Regions from separate parts of the Mus musculus genome. Here region 2 is linked to region 1. The links are chromatin contacts, called in public promoter capture Hi-C maps. All regions are on one chromosome and are shown on one strand. The core of a region is the stretch at or near the end of the contact, and the rest is flanking DNA. Distances in the headings are between cores, read along the strand shown.

Region 1 (6,910 bases), core at 3,173-5,672:
AGCCTAGGTGGGCCTTGAACTTTTCATCTTCCTACCTCAGCCTCTCAAGTAGCTGGGACCGTTGGCCTATGCCAGCCAGCTTCTATATTATTTAATGTTAATCTTGGATGATGCCCCGGCTTCATCCAAAATTATATGCTTTCACTTTAAGTACAACTCATCTAACATGGATTCTGTTACTGAGAAACCAGACCAACTCCATCTTTGATTCAGGCTCCATCTTAGAAGACCTGACCTAAGGTTGAACTTGAGTTAACCAACAAGCCTACACCTAGCACTAGTTTCCAGGCCACTCCCTAACAACCACCAATCAGAAGTTAAGTTTATGGTTTGGCTCCCAGCACCAGCCAATCATTTTAAAGGACAGCAAATTCCATAATAGCCCCACAATCAGATTTGCTTGCCTCTGTAAATGCTTGCTTGAGGCTGGGCTTGGGGCTGCACCCTTCCATCCTGCTGTGTCAGGGTTGGCAGTGAGCACAAGGTTGAGCTTGAATAAAGACACTGTAGTGTGATTGCATCAGAATTGGCTGCTTGGTGGTCTTTTGGGATTCTCAGACAGTTAATGGGCACATTACTGTCTTATAGGTGATAAGATGTTTAGTTTTTAAATCTCTGAGCACCAATGGGAAATCATATGTTATAACCTTTGGCCCACTTCTTATGCACCATTTTACATCTAAAAATCCTTCTGTCGTCTTCCCTGCCAAATTCAACATTGTTCAAAAAGCAAATTTCAGTCAGATGGAAATAAAGAAACATGATGCTCTGAGACACCAAGCAAATCCCTGGAGAAGCAGCAGGAGCCTCCAGCACAAGGACCCTAAAACCACAAACTATGGAGTCCTTGATTTGTGGTTTGCAGTCACTTGGAAGAATTCTTCCACACTTAGCTTAGTACCCTTTCCTCTGAAACCTCTTCGGCTGATCCACCAACACTGCACCTTGGCTGCACCATAAGGTTCTAGGATGGCTGTCACAGAACCTGAGCTGGGGACAGAGGGCAGGTAGAGTGTAGTTATCCAATATATCACGACATCTGTGCACAGTGCCTATTCAACACATGTCTGATGACTTGATTTATCTTAGAGTGTCTACTGAAGCCTATGACCCCAAAGGACAAAGACCTGCCCCTCTGAGGGTGGCCTGCAGGTTTCTGTGCTAAGACAGAACTAAGTGGGAGCCATGTTTTCTTAGGTATCTTGTACATCCTCTAAACTTGAGTGAACAGATCAACCTGGATCCCATCATGGGCCTTGTTTCAAAGCCTTCCCGTCCATTGGGGTGCTCTCAACTAGAACCATATTTGCAGTCAAATCCAATGAGTGAGAAATGTAGCTTTTATGAGAAGGTGGAGGCAGGACATGAAGTTCAGCTGGTGCTAGACCCCCTCTGTGATGGCTGCCTGCTGTAGAACTATGTTTTCTGTGATACCTCACCTACAACAATAAGACCCAAAGAGTGGCATTAATGTGACTCCAAACCTGTCTCTTAAAGTCCCACTCTTAAGAGGTCAGTGATTTGTCAGAAACACTGACTCTAAGGTTGGTTTTTGTTTTGTTTTGTTTTGTTTTGAAGTCTATATTTGTCTCTGGTTAGCCTCAGAGTACACATGAAATGATCAGACCTCACTAAAATAAAACTACTGGTAAAGAACATTCCAGGCACAGGAAATGGGGATTCTGGAACTATCAATGGAGTTAGAAAGCAAGCCAGAATCTGGGGAGAGAGGAATTGCTGGCAGGGAACGCTTGCCCTCCTTCTAAAAATGAGAGGGCTGGAACTGAAGTTGGGGGAAAGTCAGCATCCACAGGCTTCATAAAGAACATAAAAAGGAAGCAGGATTACAGTGTCAAGACTTTCCAAGGGTCAACTCCCAAAGACAATGAGGTAAGCTGGGAGATCCACCTCCTGGTCATGTCATGGGACAAGAACCTAAGTTTACAGGAAATTCAGTTCATAGAAAGAGAAGCTACTGTAATTCCAACACAGGCAGATAGAAACTTTCTATAGTTCTTGGGTCACTAGTAGCATGGCCTCAGACACTGACAACTGCATATGGGCATGTCCAACAGCAACGCAAGGACAGATTGGAGAGGCAGTGGAGCACAGTTACTAGGTTACTAGAATCTCCAGGCGGCACTGAGGGCTCAACACTCGACACACTTTCCCTTTCCCTCTGAGGTGCCAGGCTGATCTCTGGAGGCAGCACACTGTGTGGCTCATAGTTCATATACTGTCAGCTGAAGAGCAGTGCCCAGGGAGCCCATCACACAGCTACAGCTAGGGCAGGGCCACACACTGAGGAAGGAACAGAGTGGTTAGAGAGCCCAACCTCTCCCTGGGCCTTCACTTTCTGCCACTGTGATTTTCTTCCACCAGGCCTGCCTCTTGGCCAGAACTACCGCCGCCGCCGCCGCCGCCGCCGCCGCCGCCGCCTCCTCCTCCTCCTCCTCCTCCTCCTCCTCCTCCTCTTCCTCCTCCTCCTCCTCCTCCTCCTCCTCCTCATTTTCTCTACCCCTCAGTTGTCTGGATTTGGTTCACTGTTTATCCCACATCTGGTTTTAGCCACCTGAATGGCAGTACGTCTAGCAGACTCCAGAGGTCAAAGGTTAAAATCAAACAGGAACAATGACCTTGGACGAGTCGCTAGCCCCCTCTCTAGCCATCATTTCTCTGTCAAATGAACATAATAATCAGACTTTTTTCTCCTGAATTGTGGGGTGAGATTCTGCTTAGAAAGTACCTGGCAGGACTCCTGCTGTGTGGTCACTTCCCAGAAACTGCTGCCCATCACAGCTAGCTCCTCTTTTTACTCTTTCCCTAACATGCCCCTTCTGGCTTGCTGATGGGAAAAAGAAGGAAAGACAGAGTGGGTAGAGATGGGTCTGGGAGAAGATGAAGGAGGCACCTGCCAAATCTGGTCTAAATTCAGAGTAATCAAGATGGCCTCAGCCAAGCAGGTAAGAGTAAATATGTCTGAGGCCAAATACCTCCTGCAGTAGGTTCTAGGTCTAGAGATCAAGATGGAAACATGCTGATTTCTGAAGAAGAGTGACGGGAACTGATAGCACATGCCTCTCTGGTGAATGCATGCTAGCTTACCATTGCCAAAACCTCTTGTAGGCTAGTTACTGGGTGACAATATGTACTGGGGCCAACCACAGTAAAGGGGTCCCATGAGTGTCCCCATCTGTGAGTTTAGAATGGGGACTGGCAACCGGGGAGGAAGCTCACAAGGGGTTCTAACACTAGGACACTCAGAAAACATTCTACATAAAGAAGGCGATGAAGAAATGGCCAAGTGCTGGAGCTCTCTTAGGGACAACACCGGAAAGAAAGCCTGTGGAAGCACCACTGTGGGGGGCGCCACTGGTGCATAAGAAAACAGTGCAACCTCACAACCCAACCGACAGAGAAACCGAGTTATGCGGGCAGCTTATAAATGTGGACTTTTTAAAACAATGGCTCAAAAAGGGCAAAGGGGCCGGGCGTGGTGGCGCACGCCTTTAATCCCAGCACTGCACTCGGGAGGCAGAGGCAGGCAGATTTCTGAGTTCGAGGCCTGCCTGGTCTACAAAGTGAGTTCCAGGACAGCCAGGGCTATACAGAGAAACCCTGCCTCAAAAAAAAAAAAAAAAAAAAAAAAGGCAAAGGGATGACAGATCGTTATAAAATGAAAGGATTTTCTAAGATAAATAGGAGGGAAGAAATGACACTTCACTCAACCCTTAAGTCCTTATTTCAGCAGAAGCAACAAGCGTGTATTTATATCAGGACCCCAAATTTACCTATAGATCTGTTTGGTTACCACGCATTTTTTAACTATAAATTAGAATATCTTATTTGGGGTATGGCTGAGTTTTTTTCTTTTGGGTTGATGCAGGTGTGGACTTTGATTAGGGCAACCTCTCTTGTAGCCCGAAGCTCAGGCTGATCTCAAACTCACTGTGTCAAGGCTGCCTTTGGACTCCAGATCCTTCTGCCTCCCAAGTGCTGGGGTTAGAGGAAGGTACCACCACTCCCTGAAACGCCTTTACTGCGGCCACAACTGCTGCAGTTCCACACAGCTGTTACCATTCTCCGACACCTTCTTTGTGTACTACTTCTGTCTCCTGGACTCCACAGGCTTTTGAGTTTTGAGTTGCCAAAAGCAACGCCACGGAGAACCAAGGAGCTGCAATCCAAAGACAGGCTCTGAGGCAGTGCAACCACAGAAACTGATACAGTCAGCTGCTGATAGCAGGCATGGCAATCCTTTGGGGGGAAAGGGTAAGAATCCTGTTCTAAAAGGGCTTAAGATATTCTGTGCACTGTCAAAACAAAAATACCCGAATCGTGGGGGGGGGGGTAAGGTTGGTATTTGGAAAGTCCAAAGAACACAATGTCATCATCTGGCTGTGTCCCAACATGGGGAAGTAGAAAGGGGCTGGCCTCTGCAGAAGAGGCCAAGCATGTAGATGTCATAACTTCGTAACAACCCTGCCCTGTATCAGCACTATGAGACAGCATTAATCCATTCCTGGAGTGGGGGTTGGGGGAATCACTTCTCCCAGGCAGTTGGAAGTTCCACTTCCCAACCCCATGCTAGGATCCAAGCTCCCAACATTTGAACCTTTGGAGACGGAGCCATATCCACATCCAAGCAGAAACAGAAAGCTTAAACAGAACAACGCAAGAATGCCAAAGAAGATGAATGTCAGAGAATTGAGGTTTGCTGATAAGGAAAGAGCCATCCCTCTGAATAAAGTCAGAATAAAGAATCGCTGACCCTGGCTGTGCTCTTCAAGGTACTGGGGTCTTCTCCGTGCAGTTGTCATGAGTTACACGCAGACTGGCAGGAAGGGACTCTAACACCCCATCACACCGGAGGGACAGAAGCACATGGAGCTGAGTGTCCTAGCCCAGGGTCACACTGCCCAGGGAGCCCACTCACCAAAGCTTACCTTCATGATCACTACTCTGCTGCGCCTCACCGATAAACCCACTTCTAGGCCATATGAGCTCCATGCAAATCTCCTTTAGGAACCCCAAATCCTCTCATACTAGTTCAAGGCTCATCATGCCAACTCTGGTACAATACTGTTTTACAAATGCTGAGTAAATTAACATCTTCAAAAACAGATGTGAATAACAGGAAGAGTTTTTAAGCTAGTGAAATTAATAAATGCAAGGTCTGTGCTATAAGTTTATCCCCTGTGAGCTTCAGTAATATGGATTTATTCCCCAAAATTGTACTGAGTAAAGTAAGATTTCTCAGGTGATTTATATGCACACTAACATTTGGAAAGCATCAGCTACAGGTATAAATGCAATACTGTGACAGATGCCTTTAAGCAGTGTCCACTCTGAGGTAACTAGGCCCAGAAAGACAAACACCATATGCTTGCTCTTCCTCATGTGTGGATGCTAGCTTCACATTTTTAGGTCCCTGTGTTTATGTTGAAGCGAGTGTCGATAGGGGTCAGGAAGTGAGAGAGGAGCCAAGAGAGGTGGGGAGGTAAGGGAAAGGTGGGGTGGGTACCACATGCAATATGGAATCTAGGATGCAAGCTATGGGAAAGGCAGGCCAGGGGGAGGGTCAACCAAAACCACATAGAAAACCTATCACTTTATAAGCTAACTAAAAAATAATTTTTTGGTAAGTAAGAACTTGAGCAGACATACCCTGTGTGGATGGAGAATGCTTTCCCCAGAAACCATAGATGCTTAAATGAAACCCCAGGGTGAGATGCTGTGTGTATATCCTGTGAGTTGTTAGCCAGTGAGCCCCCAGGTGACCTTCCCAATAATTCTTAATGCCATTGCTCTCCATCAAACCAAGATGCTAAGACCCCACTGCTGGAGACAGCATGCACCTGGGATATAGGATACAGATAAGTCAAGCTGGAACTGAGCTGGAAGCTTTCTCCACTGGCTAGTTTGTTAGTGCCAGTGGTTGTTAATGGGTTAATGCTAGTTGTTATAAGGGCCTGGGGGTCGGGGTTATGAAGAAGATGTTGACAGCCTTACTCAGCTGTGAACCCTGAGTACTAAAATAACTACTGAACTGCCAGGCAAGATGCACAAGTGGCGTGGTCGTTTTGGAGTAACCAACTGCTTTCTAGTTGGATTCGAGTCCTGCCTGCTCCACAAGGAATACGTACCTGGTACTGCAAACCTGGTCAAAAGACTGTCTGGAGGTCACAGGCCCTGGGAAATAATATACTACTACTATTATGGTAAAAGAGCATGAAGCCAAACAGCCTTCTAAATGCCTGTATTTATACCCTAGACCAATGCTGCTCACAGCTTGGGCATAGAAGTGTCTTTTCGCGGTGGGTGGTGGTTCATGCAGGGGCCTATAAATGGTCAAAGTGCTGAAAATAAGTGCCCACTGACTGGCTGGTCCTAAGCAGATGTATTTACCACATCCTCCAAAGCCCAAAGCCTGGGAACACTATGGAATGAGTAGGAAGACTGTGAGATCCAAAAGGATGGGGAAGTGCATTGTGAATGAGTGTCTGCATGGCATAGCCATTTCTATCATGAACACAACCATCTACCCAAGACTAGAGGAGAGGAGGAGGAGGAGGAGGGAAGAAGGAGGGGGATTTAGAAAGAAGAGAATCAACTGCAGATGAAAGGGATCAGAGAGAGTAATTGAGGGAGGGCTATGTGATCTCAATATATTGCATTCATGTGTTAAACTGTTAAAAGATAAAATTTTAGAAAGCAGTATCTAGTCCATTACCAAAACAAATTAAACATATGCAAATGTATTTAACTAAGCATTTGTAAATTAAAAAAAAAACATACTAATGCATTGCACCATTGTTCGATAACGTGAACATTAAGTGCACATTTAAAAATCTTTTTAAGTCACTGAGGTAGATATTGCACTTTCCGGCTGGGTCAGCATCTACACTCC
Region 2 (6,910 bases), core at 3,026-5,525, 87 kb after region 1:
CTGTGTCATAATTTAGTTAGAAGGGATCTTGATCGTTTGGATCTTCCACAAAATATCACATTGGTGCACTATATTGATGACATTATGCTGATTGGACCAAGTGAGCAGGAAGTAGCAACCACTTTGGACTCATTGGTAACACATATGCGTATCAGAGGATGGGAAATAAATCCAACCAAAATTCAAGGACCATCTACCTCAGTGAAATTCTTAGGAGTCCAGTGGTGTGGGGCATGCAGAGATATTCCTTCTAAGGTGAAAGATAAGTTATTGCACCTGGCCCCTCCTACAACCAAGAAAGAAGCACAACGTTTAGTGGGTCTATTTGGATTCTGGAGACAACACATCCCTCACTTGGGTGTGTTACTTAGGCCTATTTACCAAGTGACTCGGAAAGCTGCTAGCTTTGTGTGGGGCCTGGAACAGGAGAAGGCCCTTCAACAGGTCCAGGCTGCTGTGCAGGCTGCTCTACCACTTGGACCATATGACCCAGCAGACCCGATGGTACTTGAGGTATCTGTGGCTGATAGAGATGCTGTTTGGAGCCTCTGGCAGGCCCCTGTAGGTGAATCACAGAAAAGACCTTTGGGATTTTGGAGCAAAGCTCTACCATCATCTGCAGACAACTATTCTCCCTTTGAAAAACAGCTCTTGGCCTGCTATTGGGCCTTAGTGGAAACTGAACGTTTGACAATAGGACACCAAGTTACTATGCGACCTGAACTACCCATCATGAGCTGGGTACTATCAGACCCTGCAAGTCATAAAGTGGGACGCGCACAGCAGCAGTCTATTATCAAATGGAAGTGGTATATACGTGATCGGGCCAGAGCAGGTCCTGAAGGCACAAGCAAGTTACATGAAGAAGTTGCTCAAATGCCTATGGTTTCTACTCCTGTTACAATGCCATCTGCTGCCAAGCATGCACCTATAGCCTCATGGGGTGTTCCCTATGATCAACTGACCGAAGAGGAGAAGACTAGAGCCTGGTTTACTGATGGCTCTGCACGTTATGCAGGTACCACCCAGAAGTGGACAGCTGCAGCATTACAACCCCTTTCTGGGACAACCTTGAAAGACACAGGTGAAGGGAAATCTTCACAGTGGGCAGAACTTCGGGCAGTACACATGGTATTACAGTTTGTTTGTAAGAAGAAGTGGCCAGATGTACGATTATTCACTGACTCATGGGCTGTAGCCAATGGATTGGCTGGATGGTCAGGGACTTGGAAAGATCACAATTGGAAAATTGGTGAGAAAGACATCTGGGGAAGAAGTATGTGGATAGATCTCTCCAAATGGGCAAAGGATGTGAAGATATTTGTGTCCCATGTAAATGCTCACCAAAAGGTGACTTCAGCCGAGGAGGAGTTCAATAATCAAGTGGATAAGATGACCCGTTCTGTGGACAGTCAGCCTCTCTCCCCAGCCATCCCTGTCATTGCTCAATGGGCACATGAACAAAGTGGTCATGGTGGTCGAGATGGAGGTTATGCTTGGGCTCAGCAACACGGGCTTCCACTCACCAAAGCTGACCTGGCTACTGCTGCTGCTGATTGCCAGATCTGCCAACAGCAGAAACCAACACTGAGCCCCAGATATGGCACCATTCCTCGAGGTGACCAGCCAGCAACCTGGTGGCAGGTTGACTACATTGGACCACTTCCTTCGTGGAAAGGACAGCGTTTTGTTCTTACTGGAGTAGATACTTATTCTGGTTATGGATTTGCCTTTCCTGCACGTAATGCCTCTGCTAAAACCACCATTCACGGACTGACAGAATGCCTCATCTATCGTCATGGTATTCCACACAGTATTGCTTCTGACCAAGGAACTCATTTCACAGCCAGAGAAGTACGACAGTGGGCTCACGATCATGGAATTCACTGGTCTTACCACATTCCCCATCATCCTGAAGCAGCTGGTCTGATAGAAAGATGGAATGGCCTTTTGAAGACGCAGTTACAGTGCCAATTAGGTGGTAACAGCTTGGAAGGTTGGGGCAGAGTTCTTCAGAAGGCAGTATATGCTTTGAATCAGCGCTCGATATATGGTACAGTTTCACCCATAGCCAGGATTCATGGGTCCAGGAATCAAGGGGTGGAAAACGGAATAGTTCCACTTACTATCACTCCTAGTGACCCTCTAGGAAAATTTTTGCTTCCTGTCCCCATAACTCTAGGTTCTGCTGGCTTAGAAGTTTTGGCTCCAGAGAGGGGAGTGCTCCTACCAGGAGCTACAACAAACATTTCATTGAACTGGAAGCTCAGACTTCCCCCTGGTCATTTTGGGCTTCTAATGCCCTTAAACCAACAGGCTAAAAAAGGAATAACAGTGTTAGGAGGGGTGATAGATCCAGATTACCATGGGGAAATTGGATTACCTCTTCACAATGGTGGTAAGCAAGATTATGTCTGGAGTGCAGGAGATCCCTTAGGGCGTCTCTTAGTACTACCATGTCCTGTGATTAAAGTCAATGGGAAACTACAACAGCCTAATCCAAGCAGGATGACAAAGGACGCAGACCCATCAGGAATGAAGGTATGGGTCAATCCTCCAGGAAAAGAGCCAAGACCTGCTGAGGTGCTGGCTGAAGGTGAAGGAAATACAGAATGGGTAGTAGAGGAAGGTAGTTATAAATACCAATTAAGGCCACGTAACCAGTTGCAGAAACGAGGATTATAAAGTAATATGAATGCCCATTGTAAATTTACTAATGCGTTTGCGATTGTACGAGGGATAGTTATATCATGTTAGGCGTATTTACAACCTTGTTATTGTTTCATGTGAACATGAGATATTATTTGTGTCAAGTTGACAAGGGGTGGATTGTAGTGGCTATTCCTGGTTGTCAACTTGACAATATTTGGAATGAACTACAATTCGGAATTGGAAGGCTCACCAGTGACCCTTATCTGGAGGCTTGGAGATCCTTATCTGGATCTTGGTTTGAAGATCTTGAGCCATAGTGGCTATGGATTCCAGAAGATTGAATCTCCGAGTTAAGGAACACACCTTTAATCTGGGCTATGCCTTTCATCTGGGATTAAAGGTGTGGTGGAACACACCTTTAATCTGGGCTACACCTTTTGCTGGAGACAATATAAGGACATTGGAAGAAGGGAGTCTAGCTCTTGCTCCTGCTCCTTCGCCTGCTTGCTGCGTGAGACTGAGTAACTGCTAGATCCTTGGACTTCCATTCACAGCTGTGACTGAACGATTGTTGGGAATTGAGCTGCCGACTGTAAGTCATCAATAAATTCCTTTATTATCTAGAGACTATCCATAAGTTCTGTGACTCTAGAGAACCCTGACTAATACAAGGCTCCTCAGTGCCTTCACTATTTGGGATGGGGATTTAGCTCAGGGTAAAGTGCTGCCTCGAACACAGGAGGCCCTGGATATCCAGCATTAAATAAACAGGGCTTGAGGGTGTGAGCCCATAATAGAGGCAAGAGGATCCGAAATTCAGAGTCAGTCTTAGATACACAGTAAGTTCTAGGCCAGCTTAGAACACATGGGTCCTTGTCTCAAGGAAAAAGAAAAAAGAAAATCACAATTTGCTTTAAAAGACACCAAAGCCATTTTGCAGTAACCATCATCACCACTTACAGAATAAAAGGACAGCTGGCTCCCCGACAAAAATGACAAGAGTCAGCAGCCAAAATATCTTAGGCACACTGAGAAGGCCCAGTGAGCCACCCACGGAATTCAGCACACACCAGCCCCAATCCAAACAAGAGCAAACCGCCTCGTTAACATGCTCCACGAGCCAGGCGGTTTCCTCCTATTGCACCCACAGAAACGCAAGCAAGCGTCATTAGTGAAAGCATTTTAAAACTGAAAGCTCAGGTTGCCCTTTTCATTTATTTCTTTAAGCTGCCTCTGCCTTGTATAATAAAGGTGATTGGGTGTTTGCTTTGTGATTCTTAAGTCCTAAGTGTAGGGTTTCTCATATGTAAAGAATATTGTAATACAGACCATTTATGAATGTAGCATAATAAATGTTGCCACACACACACACAATGGCTGGCTGTCACTTCCCTTTATTACTTGGGAGAGTATGACTTTCCATGGATTAACAACACAGACCAAAAGAAAGCTGTTATTTCAACCCTTTGGCAATGAGCAGATAACAACAGAAGCCAATTTGAATCACCTCCGTTTTTCACAAATTAAATCCAACAGTAAAGTATTTTACTGTATACTAAATGTAGAGCACACGACCTATCCCTATATAGAAATGATCTTCAGGAGGAAACCAAATGATAGCTCTCTAAGCAGAAGAAACAACTGCTAGGCGGGTAGAGGAAGCTTATAAGGGCTTTGCAGCTGAGTACGAAGGGGACCAACCTGAGGTGGCCATCTAAAGAATTCTCCACCGTGGCACCTCATGTAGAAACAGCACAGTGGTTAAGAGGACTTAGATTTAATTCTCAGCACCTACACAGCAGCTCTCAACCATCTGTAGTTTCATTGCAGTGGAGTCAATGTCCTCTTCTGGCCACTGCTGGCACCGTGCGTGCATGCTGTGCTCAAGCCTAAGTTCAGGGAGACACTGGTACACGTGAAGGGCAACCCCCACAAAGCGCCATCCTCCCCAGTCCGTCTGGCTAAGCACTGGCATTAAAGCTGAAGGAGCCGTTTCATTTTGATAATTCTTGGAAGGCCTCAAATAACAGCTAAGAGCATTCTACAAAGATGCCAGAGGGCACGGGAGAATGGAAAATTACAGTTGAAATCTCATCTTTAAAAGAGCCAGTTAAGCCACTGACATACAAGCCAAGCTCAACTCTACCTGACTAAGGAAGCCAAGGATAAGGACTGATTAAACAAACTTTAAAGCTCTGCAGTTTTTAACCATTTTATATTCTAAAACTTGGGCTTTCCCTCCACCCCTACACAAACTGAATGACAGTCCCGGGCTTTTGAACATGGTTGGAAGAGAGGAATCTTCCTGTGGGGCAGTTAGGAGAATCACTTGATGCTGAGTGCATGACTCAGGGGTAGAAGAGTTTGCCTGGCATAGGCAAGGCCCTGGGTTCAGAGGTTCAGTCCCCAGCAATACAAAATAAACAGACAAAAGGGTATCACTAACCCTCTGTATGCACAAAGGCTAGTCACCACACCTTTCCCGTCTACTTTCTCCCTACCTGCAGAATCAAACCATGCCTCCTACTTCCTTTTTAAAGGAAAGGGAAACAGCCAAGAGAAGTGGAGCTTCCCTAGATCCTTCTGAGGGTGCATGATATCCACAGAGCCAGTTTTCAGGAGCCTTAGAAATCATCTCCTTCACTGAATCGACTCACAACTCACAGCTCTGGCAGAGAACCTGGGTTCACTCAGTTCCCAGCATCCACAGGGTGGCTCACAACCACCTATAAGTCAAGTTCCAGGGGATCATATGTCCTCTTGTAACTTTTACAAGACTCTTGCACAAACATACACACAAAGAAACATAAAAATTGAATCTTAGATAAAATAAGAAATACATGTTGGGAAACATCCAGTATTGACACTAATAACCATTGAGCTTTCAAATGCTGGTGCTCTGTCATTTTTGTATCTAGGGTTCTATTTACATGGTATGTTCATGAACACATACATGTACTTACTGTGTGTCCTCAACCTCTGTATGCTTAACATGTTCAGCAAGGCTTTTAAACTGCAAGTATAGAGATGTTTTTATCCCTGCCCTAGTCCCATGTAAACTGGCCTTTTATAAGCAATAGAGCAGACAAAGTTTGAATATGGAGATGTAAGCCATAAAACTCCTCTCTCTTAATGGAGATTAGCTACAAAAAGCATGCTACTCCTAAGCAGAAAGCTGTTGCCTTGGAAACAGGATTTGTAACTACTGCAATCACACCTCGTAGCAAAGATGGCCAAGATCTATTTTAATTCTTAAATGCCTCAAGGAACTGCAGATGATTGTAGTTATGGAAGATAGCCAATCTGTAGTAATGAGGAAGCACATGCCAAAATTAGAAAGGCTGCAATTGAGAAAGAAGAGGTAGAGAAATAGGAAGGAGAAGGGAGGAAGGGAAAGGCAATTCAAACCTGACAAGTAAACGAATCCAAGAACCACACAGCTGAAGGATCAGTCCTTTCCGTGATTAGAGCCATTCCATCCTATTTACCTTACAACTGCCTGCAGCTCCGTGCTTCTTGCAGGAACGCAAAGCTGAATAAGGCCATCCCTTCTGCAGGAAACACACACTCAAGTCACATTCATATAATGTTGATTTTGGCATGGAAAATGGGGGTTTGGGGGAGTGATAAGAGGCTTCAGAGATAATGTAGCAGTTTTTCTAAGCTGGAATTTAAATATGTAAGAGTTTTTCAGAGAAGGTAAAGATAGGGCATCTTGGGCAAAGGGCAGGACAGGCACAAAGGCACAGCACGATCCTGTTGATCAACAGGACCTGCATTCTGGTAGAACACTTCCATATGCAAAACACTTCCCCACGCATGGCATTTGCCATCTCTAGCTCCACCCCTTAATTGCTGGCAGCAGCTGCTAATCACTCTGATAACCAGAATGATCCTCATTTCCACATGTCCCAGGAGTGTGAAGACGGCGCTGTCACTCCAATGGAGAAGTAAAGGACTAGGAATAGAGCCATGGCGAGGCTAAGCCCCAAGGATGAGGATGCAGCAGAGGCCAGAGTGCAGCCTCTCGGAAGCCCCAGCAAGGTTCAAACTACATAATTTTAAAAAGAGAGAATGGTTTGTAAAAGCAGTGAATGGTGTGGGAGACCAACGACAAGACATGACTGCTCACGGTGTCTAAGGAGGCAGAGGATGGAGAATGAGCCCCAAGGTCTTCCTCTTGGACATAGTAGTAAACAAGACCAGCACTGATCAAGGCCATGGGTGTTAAATAAGAGTGTGTTTGGAAAGGGCCAGT

Evidence for each region. Capture Hi-C pulls out chosen DNA fragments and counts their contacts.
Region 2: a promoter capture Hi-C map of adipose tissue shows a contact between it and region 1. The contact joins two enhancer-like sites. A contact is called at or near these places in 3 of 484 Hi-C or Micro-C datasets (embryonic stem cells, nephron progenitors and thyroid gland), 10 of 115 datasets of contacts at active chromatin or transcription factors (the 230-238 cell line, CD8 T cells, the HPC-7 cell line and 7 more) and 2 of 9 other capture datasets (adipose tissue and liver).

The regions. Positions count from the first base shown.
Region 1 is chr1:54,805,894-54,812,803 of GRCm38.p6, forward strand. All of the region lies in intron 2 of Ankrd44 (ankyrin repeat domain 44), which reads right to left. Among named protein-coding and RNA genes, the nearest start is that of Ankrd44, 120 kb to the right of the region's middle. Within about 2 kb of position 4,423, at least 37 of the 459 cell types and tissues checked have an H3K27ac peak or open chromatin away from gene starts, as enhancers often do. A contact at or near this core is called in acute myeloid leukemia, adipose tissue and bone marrow-derived macrophages, where this site is marked.
Region 2 is chr1:54,892,891-54,899,800 of GRCm38.p6, forward strand. The region is part of intron 1 of Ankrd44 (ankyrin repeat domain 44); the gene reads right to left. Among named protein-coding and RNA genes, the nearest start is that of Ankrd44, 30 kb to the right of the region's middle. Within about 2 kb of position 4,276, at least 121 of the 459 cell types and tissues checked have an H3K27ac peak or open chromatin away from gene starts, as enhancers often do. A contact at or near this core is called in acute myeloid leukemia, adipose tissue and bone marrow-derived macrophages, where this site is marked.